Regions from separate parts of the Bombyx mori genome. Here region 1 is linked to region 2. Evidence: chromatin contacts called from public Hi-C data. All regions are on one chromosome and are shown on one strand. Each heading gives the region's core, a stretch centred on a gene start, on an enhancer-like site or on the middle of the called end of the contact. The rest is flanking DNA. Distances are from core to core; before and after follow the strand shown.

What was found. Hi-C and Micro-C count contacts between places; a contact is called where the count stands out from the background.
Region 1: a contact with region 2 is called in a Hi-C map of middle silk gland, with 2.0 times the contacts expected there. The contact joins two enhancer-like sites. A contact is called at or near these places in 3 of 7 Hi-C or Micro-C datasets (middle silk gland, posterior silk gland and an unstated tissue).

The regions. Positions count from the first base shown.
Region 1 is chr6:9,294,242-9,301,122 of ASM3026992v2, reverse strand. The region is part of intron 2 of LOC101736543 (protein held out wings); the gene reads right to left. Among protein-coding and RNA genes, the nearest start is that of LOC134199082, 5.9 kb to the right of the region's middle. Within about 2 kb of position 4,527, at least 4 of the 8 cell types and tissues checked have open chromatin away from gene starts, as enhancers often do.
Region 2 is chr6:9,248,411-9,255,363 of ASM3026992v2, reverse strand. The region is part of intron 6 of LOC101736332 (non-structural maintenance of chromosomes element 1 homolog); the gene reads right to left. All of the region lies in intron 1 of LOC101736543 (protein held out wings), which reads right to left. Among protein-coding and RNA genes, the nearest start is that of LOC101736543, 7.1 kb to the right of the region's middle. Within about 2 kb of position 1,458, at least 6 of the 8 cell types and tissues checked have open chromatin away from gene starts, as enhancers often do.

The sequences.
Region 1 (6,881 bases), core at 3,278-5,777, 43 kb before region 2:
AGCATCGTGTAATAAAAATCAAAACCGTGAATTTGCGTAATTAGTGGAGGGAGCTGTCTGGTCGCATGCGCAGGTACCACAATACTGGATACTTCTGCAACTGTCCTGCGTACAATGCGACTTGGGTTTCGACCTCACGTATCAAGATAGCATGTGGTATTTACATAGTGATACCTAAGGCCTCTCGAATTCGCTTACATAGCATCAGATGAGACGTGGAAACGTCTACAATTACAAAGGCGTCTTACTATCGGATTTTAATCCACGCGTTGATGCAAACACAAATTATGTACTCAAGTGTACGTTGCTCTAAACATCAGAAGCCTTGAATACAATAACAATAAAAAAACCGAAAAAGAAACAGGTGGATGAAATATTTAGTTTCATTACTGCACCCAAATACTTTTTCATTGCAGTAAGATAAGACAATCTATGAAAAAAAAAAACAAAAAAAAAACTGAATATTGCAAGAAAAAAGTAGCTAGTACATTACTTACTATTAATTAATTTTCTAATTATCTAATAATAACATTTTTAATTATTATCATTTGGAACTGAAGCAACTAGTCAATTGTTAAGCAATAACTCTAGTAAAAAATGCGTATTTCACGTTATATACACTTATTTCCAAGTATTTATAATGCCTCTATATTTGTGTACGGGATCTGTGTAAGATGACGCGAGCCTGTTAGGTAACATCCCTTGACTATTTAAAAATAAAGCCACTATCTTTCATAACCGGTAGCAAACAATATTGGATGAGCTCGTATTACAAGTACATTTATTTAAAGTACGCCCATTCATTTTATTCAAAGTTGAAAGCGGATGGAACCTCGTTGCAATTAATAGCTATGTTTATGTATAAGATTTCTTTTCAGTGGGTGCTTAGTGCAATTATGTTGCTGTACTGAGTTCAATGAATTTTTCGTCGCATAAAACCCTTAATGGTAATTAATGCATTGCAAGGCACGCTAGAATATTTTGAAGAATTGGATTCATTTAGTGATTGTCACAGTTCAGAACAGCGGGGCTTAACTAGTTTATACATAAATCGATATATAGATAAATCGATGTATGTTCCCTATTGACACCGAAGCGTTTGGGCCGAATTCGATGAAATCAGGAAATCTTTATATTAGTCTAAGGGGGGAGCCAGTCAATTTCGGTACTGACCGAATCAAAGCCAAACAGCGAATCGAGTCTAGTTTGATAATTATTTATACAAAAGGATCGTTCAATTTTGACTTACATCGTGGCTAAATCAGTGTTAGCAACTGAAGGAATTATAGAATCTTTAAAACAAGAGAAAACACGAATGTTTCTAAAATGACTTATGCATTTGCCGTTCACGACGGCAAACTGTCAAGTCCAATGAGACTTGAGTTGTTAGTTTTATAGGTCCCTGTGGGTGGATGTGATAACGCCAATCATACGGACTACTATGATGTAGACTAATTCAGTCCTCGCATAGATTACACCTACACAATCTTGCATTGTTTCATAAAAAAGACAGCTCAAAGGAATTGTGCATTTTTAATAAAAACAAAATAGCAATTAATGACATAATATTTAAATTCGCATTCAACTTCATATTATTTCTGCACAATCATGAAACTAAATTATTGTGTACTTACTAACAAAAATTAGTCAGAGCATTTTTATACTCCCAAATAGGAATGATACAATCTGTCTGCAAGTCATTAAAATACATCTAAATTTATTTAAAACTTTGTTAAACAAGCTTGTTTTTTTTGTTACTGTAGGTTTTAGTTCTTGGTTTTGATTAGTGGAAATTAGCAAACATTACATGAAAAAAGAGGGTATCCTGAGTTATTCCTACAACAAAACAAATATACATTTTATACTGATACTAGCGACCCGCCCTCGCTTCGCTTCGGAAACTGTAATTTATTATTGATTTCTCCACTATTTAATGGATGTTATTATACATATAAACCTTCCTCTTCAATCACTCTATCTATTAAAACCGCATCAAAATCCGTTGCGTAGTTTTAAAGATTTAAGCATACATAGGGACAGACAGATATAGGGACAGAGAAAGCGACTTTGTTTCATACTATACTGATATCAAAATAAGAATGGTTTTCTTGTCCTGATAAGGTTTAAGATATGAAACAGAGGAAAGGTACGGATTACGATCATATCCATACAATTTAAATCCAACGTTGTTTCTACTAAGTAACAATTCCACATAGTAAAACAATAGCGATCAGAAATCCTTTGTCAGCAATTGTCGGTTGTTAAACGCAATATGAGACGACTGCAGGTGGACTAAAACAGTTCCCATATTGCAGTCGGTTTATCGTTTAATTCTAGTGCAATTATTATTGTCGTAGATGATTGGTCACGATTCCCTGTAACTATCTGTGTATGGGGCCTTAGGGCTTTGGAGTTATTTGTTCTGAGAAGCGTTAGGTCCATGCACTTTGATTTATCAGTTATCCGTTTAATTTATTAGATTTATTTTTTTCATAAATAATTGTTCTATTGTAGTTATTACTGGTGGTAGGACCTCTTGTGAGCCCGGGCGGGTAGGTACCACCATCCTGCCTATTTCTGCCGTAAAGCAGTAATGCGTTTCGATTTGAAGGGACGCAGCCGTTGTAACTATACTTGAGACCTTAGAACTTATATCTTAAGGTGGGTGGCGCATTTACGTTGTAGATGTCTATGGGCTCCTGTAACCACTTACGCCCAAGTAGGCTGTGAGCTCGTCTACCCATCTAAGCAATAAAAAAAATCAGTAGTCAAAAAAATCAACTGTTATTCATATTTTTCCGAAAATAATCGCCGTTTCATATTTGATTTCTATTTTAATACATTAAAACTATACGCCAATATATTATGTTCTGGAGTATAGTGTTCGGAAACAAAAATAAATTCGTTCATAAAGTTCTTAAATCATCAATCAAATAAAATATTTGGAATAATAAATCTACTATCGAACCAAAACAACAAATTGAATTTAGAATACAAAATTTTAAAGCGTTACACATTTTCATAATTCATTGTTACAACAAATAACGAAATTCACAATAAATTTTACACTTTAATGATTTACCAAGGTTCACCAATGAAAATAGTCACGAACCAATGTAAATGCGCATTCAATTATTTTGAACTTCTAACCCAATATGATGGCGTATTTAGAATTTACAAATAGTAATATATAGTTTTCTTAGAAGTTGGCTGTGATTTCGTAGCATACGCTAAAATTTATTTATGAATAATTAGCGTTACCCAGATGTGCCAAAGAGAACGAACGATACAATATAAATTTTCGTAACATTATTACTTCTAAAATTGCTTGACTTCTAAATGTTATTTAATGATCCCGGGTATAATAAATCATCACTTAATTATATGAAATAAATTATTGGTTTTATTACAATAGTTCAATGATTTTCATAACAGAATCAGATAGGTACTGTTTAAAATTAAGAACACGTGACAATTTTTATTATTATTTAACTTTGTAGTAAAATGTGTTCTAGTTACGGCGATATAAAAATTATAAAAATTAGATATTAGAAAAAAAAGACCCAAATGCAACACAATATGGTTAATGAATGCATTAGACGAGATAGAGTTTAAATCTCTCGACCCGTGACCCGGCCGACGGAGCACAACCAATCCGATCGGGCTCATTACAGCTCTCGATGCATTGCGGTACAAATGCAACTAACTATCCGACGAATAGACAACGGCTATCTTTAGTCTACAATCATTTAAATCTTACCGGAAAATCTAATGTTAAGAATCATCATCATTATTCTGGCCTTTCTCCCTGGGGTCGCAACATGTTTTCTCCTTCCATATTCTTCTATCATATACCATTTCTTCGCTCACTCCCCATCTTACCCATATCGTCTTTCACGCAATCCATCCATTTCTTCTTAGGTCTATCTCTTCCTCTGTATCCTTCCACATTCATAGTTAACATTTTCTTACCAACTTCATTTTCATCTCGTCTCATCACATGTCCATACCATCCCAAACGCGCACTTCTCAGATTCTCTGTCACAGGTGCTACTTTCAGACTTATGTTAAGAATATACGACTTAAATTTTTAAGCCCAGAGACACAACCCATTGAGTTTCTCGCCGGGTCTTCTCAGTGGGTCGGTTTCCGATCCGGTGGTAAATTCTGCGAAGCACTGTTCTTGCTAGAGCCAGTGTTAGCAACACTCCGGTTTGAGCCCCGTAAGCTCACCTACACGTTAGAGCGAAGCTGATATAGCCTCTCAAGGCTATCAGCATAGGTAGGGGGGAAAAAACGACGAATAGACAATGGCTATCTTTAGTCTGCAATCATTTAAATCTTACCAGAAAACCTAATGTTAAGAATATACGCCTTAATTTTTTTAGAACAAAGCGCAGGCATTCTTTTCAAGTGTATTTAAGTTGATTGGGAAATAAAGCATGAATAAGGCCTCAGTAGTTGCCCGACGCTATCGCCCGTTATTAATAGACTTGTGTTTTAAGAGCAAGATAAGATATTTTGATGCAGCACAAGCAGCGCTCGTTGTGAGGTAGCCGTTATGGCTCGTGAACTCTGACCCCGCGTTGAAGCACATCCAATCCAATCAACCTCATTGCCGTCGGTGGACCGGTGCAAGCTATTTATTATCATTATACAAGCATGCATTTAATATGCTCGCGGCATGTTAATCATTCCATGGACGACAAGCGCCATTCAAAATGATCAATATGAATTCGAACACATTCTCGAATAAAAATAATGGATCAAAATAGAAAATCGATGCTGGGAGAGTTCATTGAATCCATTCTTCATTTGTCCAGATTTACACGGCATGCGAGATAAATGGGACGGAAATTAGCGACGCGCCTACGCTTGCTTTTGAAGTAACGTATGTAGTTAATGCAATCAAAATCGAAAAAAATGTAATCTAATGACATTACTTGAAACATCAAACAGTTTTAATCGGTCTTAATGAGGAATATTAGTATCAATTTAAAACGGCAACAGCACGAGCATTATTTATTCATTTTTTGTTTATCAAATATGACAATATATCACACGGGCATCATGTACTTGTAATTCAAGAAAAAAACCTTACGTTATTTTTATTTTATGTCTACTGTCGTAGTCTTTGATGCTTCCGCCAAAGATAAATGTATCGTAATTTTGGATTTCTCTGTGACTACCTCATCCGATATTTAACGAGCATTTTTGTTCGTTGTTATATTTACAAGGCATTAGCCTCAGCCGTTAACACAAATACAAAATAAACGAAAAACACAAAGTTACTTCTTGAAGAATTTCAATCGTCCTAAAACGCTAGTCAAACGGTAAACTAAACAAATTTAGTTACGGTACACTAACATTGATTGTTTTATCTTCATGAAACACATTCGCTGGCTTTTACTGATGTTTGCACTCGTGAATGATAGATAAAGCACATACGGCTCGCTCCAGACATGTTTTCAGTAAAGCAAGTTAAAATGTTCGGACAAACAAAATGTAGATCGGGTTCGCACTATAGATAACAATAATTTTTGTTTCCAACTAATGGTTCGTTAGTACAAATGCAATGAAAAATTCCATACTTTTGTTTGAAGGTGAACCGAAAATGTTTTACCATATGATGAATTACAGTGTAATTAATATTTGAGTAAAGTAGATGAGGAGGGGCTCGCTTAAGATAACTAAACATGGTCATCACTAGTTCCGTCAGTCGGCGTCTCTGAGTCGATAGATAATGAACCCGAGCCTTCAGTCAGAGCATGCGTCAAATGGTACCTGGTGGACTGTAAAAAGCCGAGCTAACGGTTCTCACTAGTAAGGCAGGATTTAATAACGTTTCCCCGTAATTGGAGGTACGACTCTGGAGTAAACAACTTAGCCGTTTGATCATAGTTGTTTGTTGAATTATATAATTACAGTGTACACCATTTATATTATTAAAGTAGAATATTTTTTAAGCCTTTTTTCACGGTTCATTTTTTTTAAGTGGTTGAGATATGAGTTTGAAGGTTTCAGTATAGTCACAACGGTTGCCCCACCGTTCAAATTGCAGATTGGTGGTACCTACCGGTAGATTGGTGGTACCTACCGGTGCGGACTCACAAGAGGTCCTACCACCAGTAATTACGCAAATTATAATTTTGCGGGTTTGATTTTTATTACACGACGTTATTCCTTCACCGCGGAAGTCAATCGTGAACAATTGATAAGTACGTATTTCGTTAGAAAAATTGGTACCCGCCTGCGGGATTCGAACACCGGTGCATTGCTACATACGAATGCACCGGACGTCTTATCCTCTAGGGCACGACGACACGAAGCCTTTAATAAATTTTAATAAGTAATAACAAAGTTTATAAATATAAACATGAAATTAAACGATTTTGGGAATAGCGATCACAACAAAACCGTAATATTTGAGGTACTTACTCGAAATCGTCTGAGGAAAAGATAAAGAAAACGAAACCATATTTCACTTGAAATGAACTGAGGCAGTGTTTCACAATCAAAAACAGAAATAATTGACGTTACATCAATTCGTTGTCCTTGTTAATACAGCCAACAAGCTTTACTGTAATACTTAAGCAGCCTGTAGAACTGGCTCAGGTGCTCAGGAACTTGTGTCAACTATGACTTAGCACAATGGACGGGTAGGATTCCCATACGCATACGCAGTGACAGTGTGTTCAGAATATCTTATGTTGCAATAGCTATGCGGAATCGAGTATGCGCCGTATTAACTATACAATTTTTTCTCGTAGGTCATTAGAAAATCTCAATCCATAGAAAGAGATCTATCTATGCGTTACTTAAATTTTAAAATCAAAAACTTTAATGGCGTAGCTTATAACACAAAAAAACTTCAATTATAT
Region 2 (6,953 bases), core at 209-2,708:
CGGGTTAAGAACGAACAACAGTTATAGGCTTGTTATTGGAAAATATTAAAATACACGTTATGAATCCAATAATTTAAAGTCTGCTTTTGTAAGCATTTCGATTGTTAATCATGTGGGTCGCTTTCCTGGGCAATAATTTGTTTTCGTTCACAAAACACTTCAGGCGGACAAAAAACCGGTAAATTTAAGTATGACGATTTTTTGTATTTTTAAGTGGCGTGGGTGTAGATTTTTTTCTATCACTGAAATCAGAATTTAAGTCACAATCGCTCTGTGATTAATTGCTTTGAAAGCCGTATGAGATAATAATGTCATAACGACATTGACATGTAAAGCAGTCAATGATTCGCGGACATTAATTTTGTGAACAATCATCAAAAGTTTGTTTCAAAGGGAATACTTATATTACTTTTGCATTTGTATATTTAATTTAAAATGAGTAATAATAGTGTCAGCTATGATCATGCCCGCTATAGTGCCAGCAGAGTTTACATGTTGTTAGGAAATTTTCTTAGCTAAACGTCCTAATTATATTATTCATTGGCCTGAATCCAAATTAAATGTGAATTTAGTTCACGTACGCTGTTAATATTTTATTGATATGACAGCCATGTTGTAAAACATTTTTTTTTTGTATTTTATTATACTTAATACAACAATATGATTGTCTAAGTTTGCAAATATGCACTCAACTTGGGTAATAAAAAACAATGTTTGTAATAATGCAATAATCAAGTTACGTAGAAGTAAAAAATATGAAAATAAATGAGGATCAGCTTATAGACCTTAGATCCACTTATCTCATCAATAAACATGATAATTATTGAGATTATATTTTTGCGTTCTCACAATTTTGAGGACAAAAAAAAGGAAATTTATGAAGTTGGCATTATTCTAGCCAAATCTATTAGAAATAGTTTCGAAAGCTATTAATTCATTAAGAATTCTGTCCAAGTTGAATAGAAACTGATTTAATTTATTGGCATTTTCAAAAACGAGTCTGCATATAAATTTTGTTATTAGCTTGTCTTTGTTCCAAGAACAAACGGTGATTAAATTAAATTAGTCCATGTATGACCTCAACAGCGAATCGAGCAACCAACCCATCTCATGGAAAGTGACAACAACTGTCTCGCATGGAACATCAACAATAAAGCCAGAGCCACGCCGTTGCATATCTTAAAAAAACGCATCGTTTGCAGTTCTTTTTTTAATATTTCATTACTGTACAAAAGAATTTCTATTCAGTATCAAATGATTCAACATCCTTCTCAATGTGGACTTCATAGTGACAGCAGTAAAACATTATATATAACAATTCCTGTAGCGCTTAATGACCGGTATCTGTTTGAAAAAAAAAAGAAGAAAAAAACTGTTTTCACAAAAATTGAGAGCTCATCAAATGGACGATGTACACTGCGAGTAATTAAATTAACAGATGATGTTGCGTAGGCGAACCGTGTAGTTGTGTTAAAAGAATTAGAGAGTGACAAAACTATCGTGAGGTAGACAGGAACGAGTGAGATGATAATATTAATCTATGAACATACGATGCTAAAGACATGTGCAGACGAGTTTGCGCCAATGACTCACGTTGGCGTGACCTTTTTATTAAGATCTTATACGAATATCTAGACCAGGACATTAAATCATTTCACATAAATATCAACACTTCCTCGCAGACCAATCAAGTTTTATATTAATTCAGAGATCTAATTTGAATGTTTCCTACACTGATTCAACTCAATAGTTTCCTAATGACGTTCAAGTTTATTTTTGTATAAAAATCCCTTCAAAATCTCTTGTTTATTTTAATATTAAAAATATTTAAAAAATATTAAGTGTTCGAATCGTGTTTACATTTAGCGGAAACATGGAAAACTAATGCAATAAAATTAAAACGGACTCTCGCTATGTTGATACAAAGAGCCATTACACAAGAGCATGAATGAACCGGTAAACTTTGTGCGTTCACCAAATTGCTTAATGCGAAATGAATGGGACCCTTTAAGCCGTCTGCACACACTAGATCCGACGGCCGACTGGCGCCCGTGCATCCCACACACATGGCGCAACAGCGGCACTTTCGACATGTTTGTCTTGTTTGTTAGTAACGCCTTACCTATCGATTATAGAAAGCGAATCTCGGGAGCACACGTGAAAAAAAACATGGCCATATTCGAGGTTGATGTCATAACTATTCCTAAGTTTGTTGAACAAATTTACATAGACGCTGCCGAAATATACTCGCGCCTCTATTCTCTCTGCTGGCAAAGAAAAACTGAAATGGTGATGTACCACGCTATCACAAGGTAAGTGCGCAAATGTGGTTCGGTGTCGCCACCTACTAGCTTCTGGAGAAAGTTGAAAAGCTAGACTGGCCCAGTTTGGTATAAATCGTTAAGTTGTCCACATTTAAACGGCGTATTTCTGTTTTCACTTCTCAGAGCGTATTTCTTATAGTCAATTTGTTTTATAGTCAAAAAATATTACATGTTTTTCAATATTTTCAAATCGTAAAACCGATCATCTAAAAAGTAGCATTTCATAAAAATTATATCCAGATTATCAGTTAGCTTAACTACAATAATTTATAAACGTAAAGCTATAAAAGTTAATAGTTAATAACTAGTCATTATTGGTAGCTATCGCCTATCGCCAGTGTAAATATTAAATAACAGGTCAGACAACGTACACCCGACTGCATCGCGATTAGTGCGTGAAGGCCAGCCAACGTTATCGCACCTAGCTATAGTGAAGTTAATAATAAAACATAGTTCGTACATGCGATTTTTTTTTAAATTCGAAAACTAATCTATCTATTGCTTTCAAATTGAATTTAATTATAATCGATATTTATTACATCCGAAAAATGTTCGTTCGTTTTCAACGAATAATAATAACTAGATGATGACCGAGCTTAGTTCGTTTTTTTTTTGATAACGCCATCTTGGTGTGTCTTTAAAGCGGTTAGTTGCCCTCAATCAAGACAAATATTATTATTATTCGCCAATAGATGTCTGGAAGAGTTGATTATTGAAAACACGAATAAAACAACATTTTCTGAAAATAACGTAGCTAGATCGATTTATCGCCCCCGAAATACCCTGTTTACTAAATTTTATGAAAATCGTTGGAGTCGTTTCCTAGATTCAGATTATATATAAGTATACATTAATATACAAGAATTGCTCGTTTAAAGGTATAAGATAAAAAGAAGCCTGAGCAATTTTCACGATCGTGACCAACTAGTTTCTAGAACATAACAGTATTTTGTAGAGACAATTAAAACCAAACAAATTATGTAACACTAAGTATTGTAGGGTAACTACTAATGTCCGCCTTTTTTTTTTACTGGTAATGTTTTATTGTGATAGTAGCGCAGCTGGTTCACATAAAAATTTCAATGTATCGAAAATGTATTCCGTCTAAACTAGAAGATTTATTTGCTCATTGTGCTACATTAGTAGCATGTGGGTCAACAATTTTCCATCGTACGTGCATTTACGTTTCCTACTAACGTCACTTATTGTGACCGCTGATGTAGTCAGTTAAAAGTAGCTTTTCGGCATAATTTATAATTTCAAAGATCTCTGCCCACAGCTTTGCTCGTCTAATGGCGTGGGGGAGACCCGTGTTTAGCTTTGGGATAATAGGTACCCTTCAAAGTTCAGACTATTTCGATAGAGAATTTTGTCGAAATCAGTTCAGAGGTTTGGGGTTAAAAACTTTAGCTTTCGATGTAACTTTTAACATCGAAAGGGTTCATTTAGTTTAGTTATTCACCTAGTTTAGAAAAGGTTTTTTTTTAAGTTACATTTTTTGGCAACGTTTTCTTTAATTGAAAGCAATATATTTCAATATTTGTTTACCTGTGAAAGCTGCATGAAAATTCGTTTACGCTAATATACAAAAAAATTGAGCAAAAAAAAAAAAAACAAAGACAGTAAATTAATAATAAAAAAATCGCCGGTTTATGTTCTTTAGTTACTGCTCCCATTCTATTTTAATTGCTTTTTTTCATTCAGACATTTATTAAACAAGCAAGTAAATAATATATTAGGCAAGTTTTTTCAAACATCCTGCGACTTGCTTAAAATGTTTGTGGTCAGTTCACACGGCACACCTAGCCTGTTTGGGTGAGATAAAAGCATCCGCCAGATAGCACGAAGGACCAGCAAAAGGAATTGCATTTACTTATTTCGTTATAGCTTCAGTCCAGATCATGAGATCACTAGTCGGAAACTATATCGTCGTTTCGCATTAAAAGTGTACAATTTCCAAAAATATTCGAAATTGAGTTAATATGGGGAATCATTTGGTATCACCAGTATTCTTCTCATAAATATTGTCAAAAGAGCGTAGTTGAGTTTTAGTTTTTTTTTTCTAGTTTAAGTACCTATGTTTTGACTGCTATTAACAAAATTAATACATAATTTTATCTTACTTTAAAAGACAGATAATTAACTGGTAAAAACTACAAAATAAATGTTGCAAATTTGATTAATAATATTAAAAATATCATATGTTCAACCTTTAAAGCACTCTTCTGTAAAATTTAGTCAATTTTGAGATTATACAGTTTTAATGGGAGAAGACTGTATCCTTGCGTGTATATCAACGTTTTCAATATTGCACAACAAACTGATCGAAGGCAACAAATTAAAAGAGCGTGTCCGGAGTCACCTTCGTGGACCGTGGGTTGAACCACCCACGCTTTAAGGCCAACCTTAGAGGTAGGCAGTGTAACAAACAGCCTCACTATACCTACTTAGTTGTGCTCTGCTGAATATTCACGTATGCTAAATTAAGTATCGTTGCAAGTGAGCGCTTAAAACGTATTCACGTTTGAATAATAGATTTCCTCAACTCGTGAGTTCGAATTTAATCTATTAGTTTCACATATTGAAAATTAGTGAATTAAATACAATTAGGACGATTAGTATTTTAAAATACAAGTTTAAAAGGGGAAACGCGAATTGTAAATTATTTATTTTAATAGCAATCCGATTCAATTATCTTTATACACATAGTACGGATTAAAGGCGTAGATTGAGTACCCACCTAGAATATGAGATTCACAAGGTATTTCGATGTACCCGGTTTTAAATTTAATTTGCACTCATAATTTACTCTAATATAACGCATTATATTTCTTAGTTCGTCTAATATACTACACTTTGTATTGATTTCCTGTACTTAACAAATTAGATAATCAAGCAAAACTACATTCAGAATTATCCTATTCAATAAGGTATAACTTTAAGTGTCTCAGGTAAACAAAAAAACATTTGTTTTACGCCCTTCGGAAGCTGTTATTCTTAGGTACTTGCCTTGTACATTTTCTCATTATTAATACAATCACGTCGCCTGAGATAAACGGATATCTGTATATACCTACTAAGCGACACCAGTGTCGTGAGAACAACGATAGAATAGACGCCTCGTTTGATCCACTTTAATTTTCCAGAGATACAGGCCTTATCGAGGTCGGTGCGATAATGAATGGCGTGTCAATATTTGCACTCTGTGGCATTTTCTTAAGTTGCGACACAAAGGAAGAAAGCAAGACAAGTGTTTTCACACAGCGACCACGTCATGGATTTCTACATAGTTTCGTTTGACAATTTAATGAAACAAAGGAACTGTTATTTTACATAGTACACAAATTTAGTTCAGTTCTTATTTTTACTATGCAACGCGTCGACTGTACGGCCCCCTTGATTTTGATTCTTTATCGCCGATTATTGACATCACAGCTGACCCGATTCATCTTTTAAAGACTTGCTATAAATCTCGTTTGATGGGAAAATACGGGAAACGAATGCGTGAAAAATTTCGCCGGATAATCCTCTGAATACTGGCCCTAAAACAAATCTTTTGTTTTACGTCCAATTCACTTCTTGACCCTGTTGACTTTTAAAAGCAATCTACTCGTTTCTTCCTAAAATCATTGAATAATAATAATTAAACAACCCACAGTAAGTCGCGACGCGTTACAGAACGACTGGAACAGCCTTGGCTTCTACACCTCCACGCTACCCACGGCAACCCTATTTGGTCATCTACGTGGGCGCAGCGCCTAATCACGTACTAAGCAACCTTATAATGACCCAACAAAGAATCGCTTCGGTACAGGGTTGCAGATTCGTCAACATATAGGTAGGCGGTGCCGTTGCCTACGCATAAACATCTCGATTATTATTCCATAATTTATAATATTTAGAATTAAATGTATTATTATTGAATTAAGATTAATTAAACTTGTACCACAACGTGTATCAGCTTTCAATATGATGACAATTCTTTCTAGTGTCTTGTTTTGTAGTATTATTCCAACAAAAACTATGAACCTATCAAAACCTTCAATTAAAAGTTATGTGGTTATCATTTTTAGCAGAGTTAGGATATCATTTTTAGCAGAATGAGGAGAAGCGTTAATCTACACTGTAGACTTCATAAAATAAAATAGAACCACCATAATTGCTAGATTATCTTTATGATTTAAACTATACCGGCGCTTCTATTTTTTTTTTTTCAAACAAAAACTATTAAGTACCTTTATCTCAATAGGTGACAACTTTTTAGCGATAAGAACAATATTCAAAGGCTATTAAACTCGTTTATCTATTATCTGTACATAATCCACAGTACGGGTGTACAACATACTCGATAAAAATTATCTACAAATCAGTTCATCTTTTTACAATATATTGCAATCATAGTATCTTTATGATAAAGCGAAATCGTATTGTTCATTGATGTTCCTTTATCTTGTATTCCATGTTTATCATATGTTTATTTAAAGTAATTGAACGTTCTGATTGACGAATATGTTTATTTTAATCGGTGCATTGTTTTGTGATGATGTTAAAGCCAGCCTTCTTTGGATTGGAATGCAAACAATGGAGATGATCAGGTCGATTTAAAAAGTTCCTTAAATTGAATTTCTT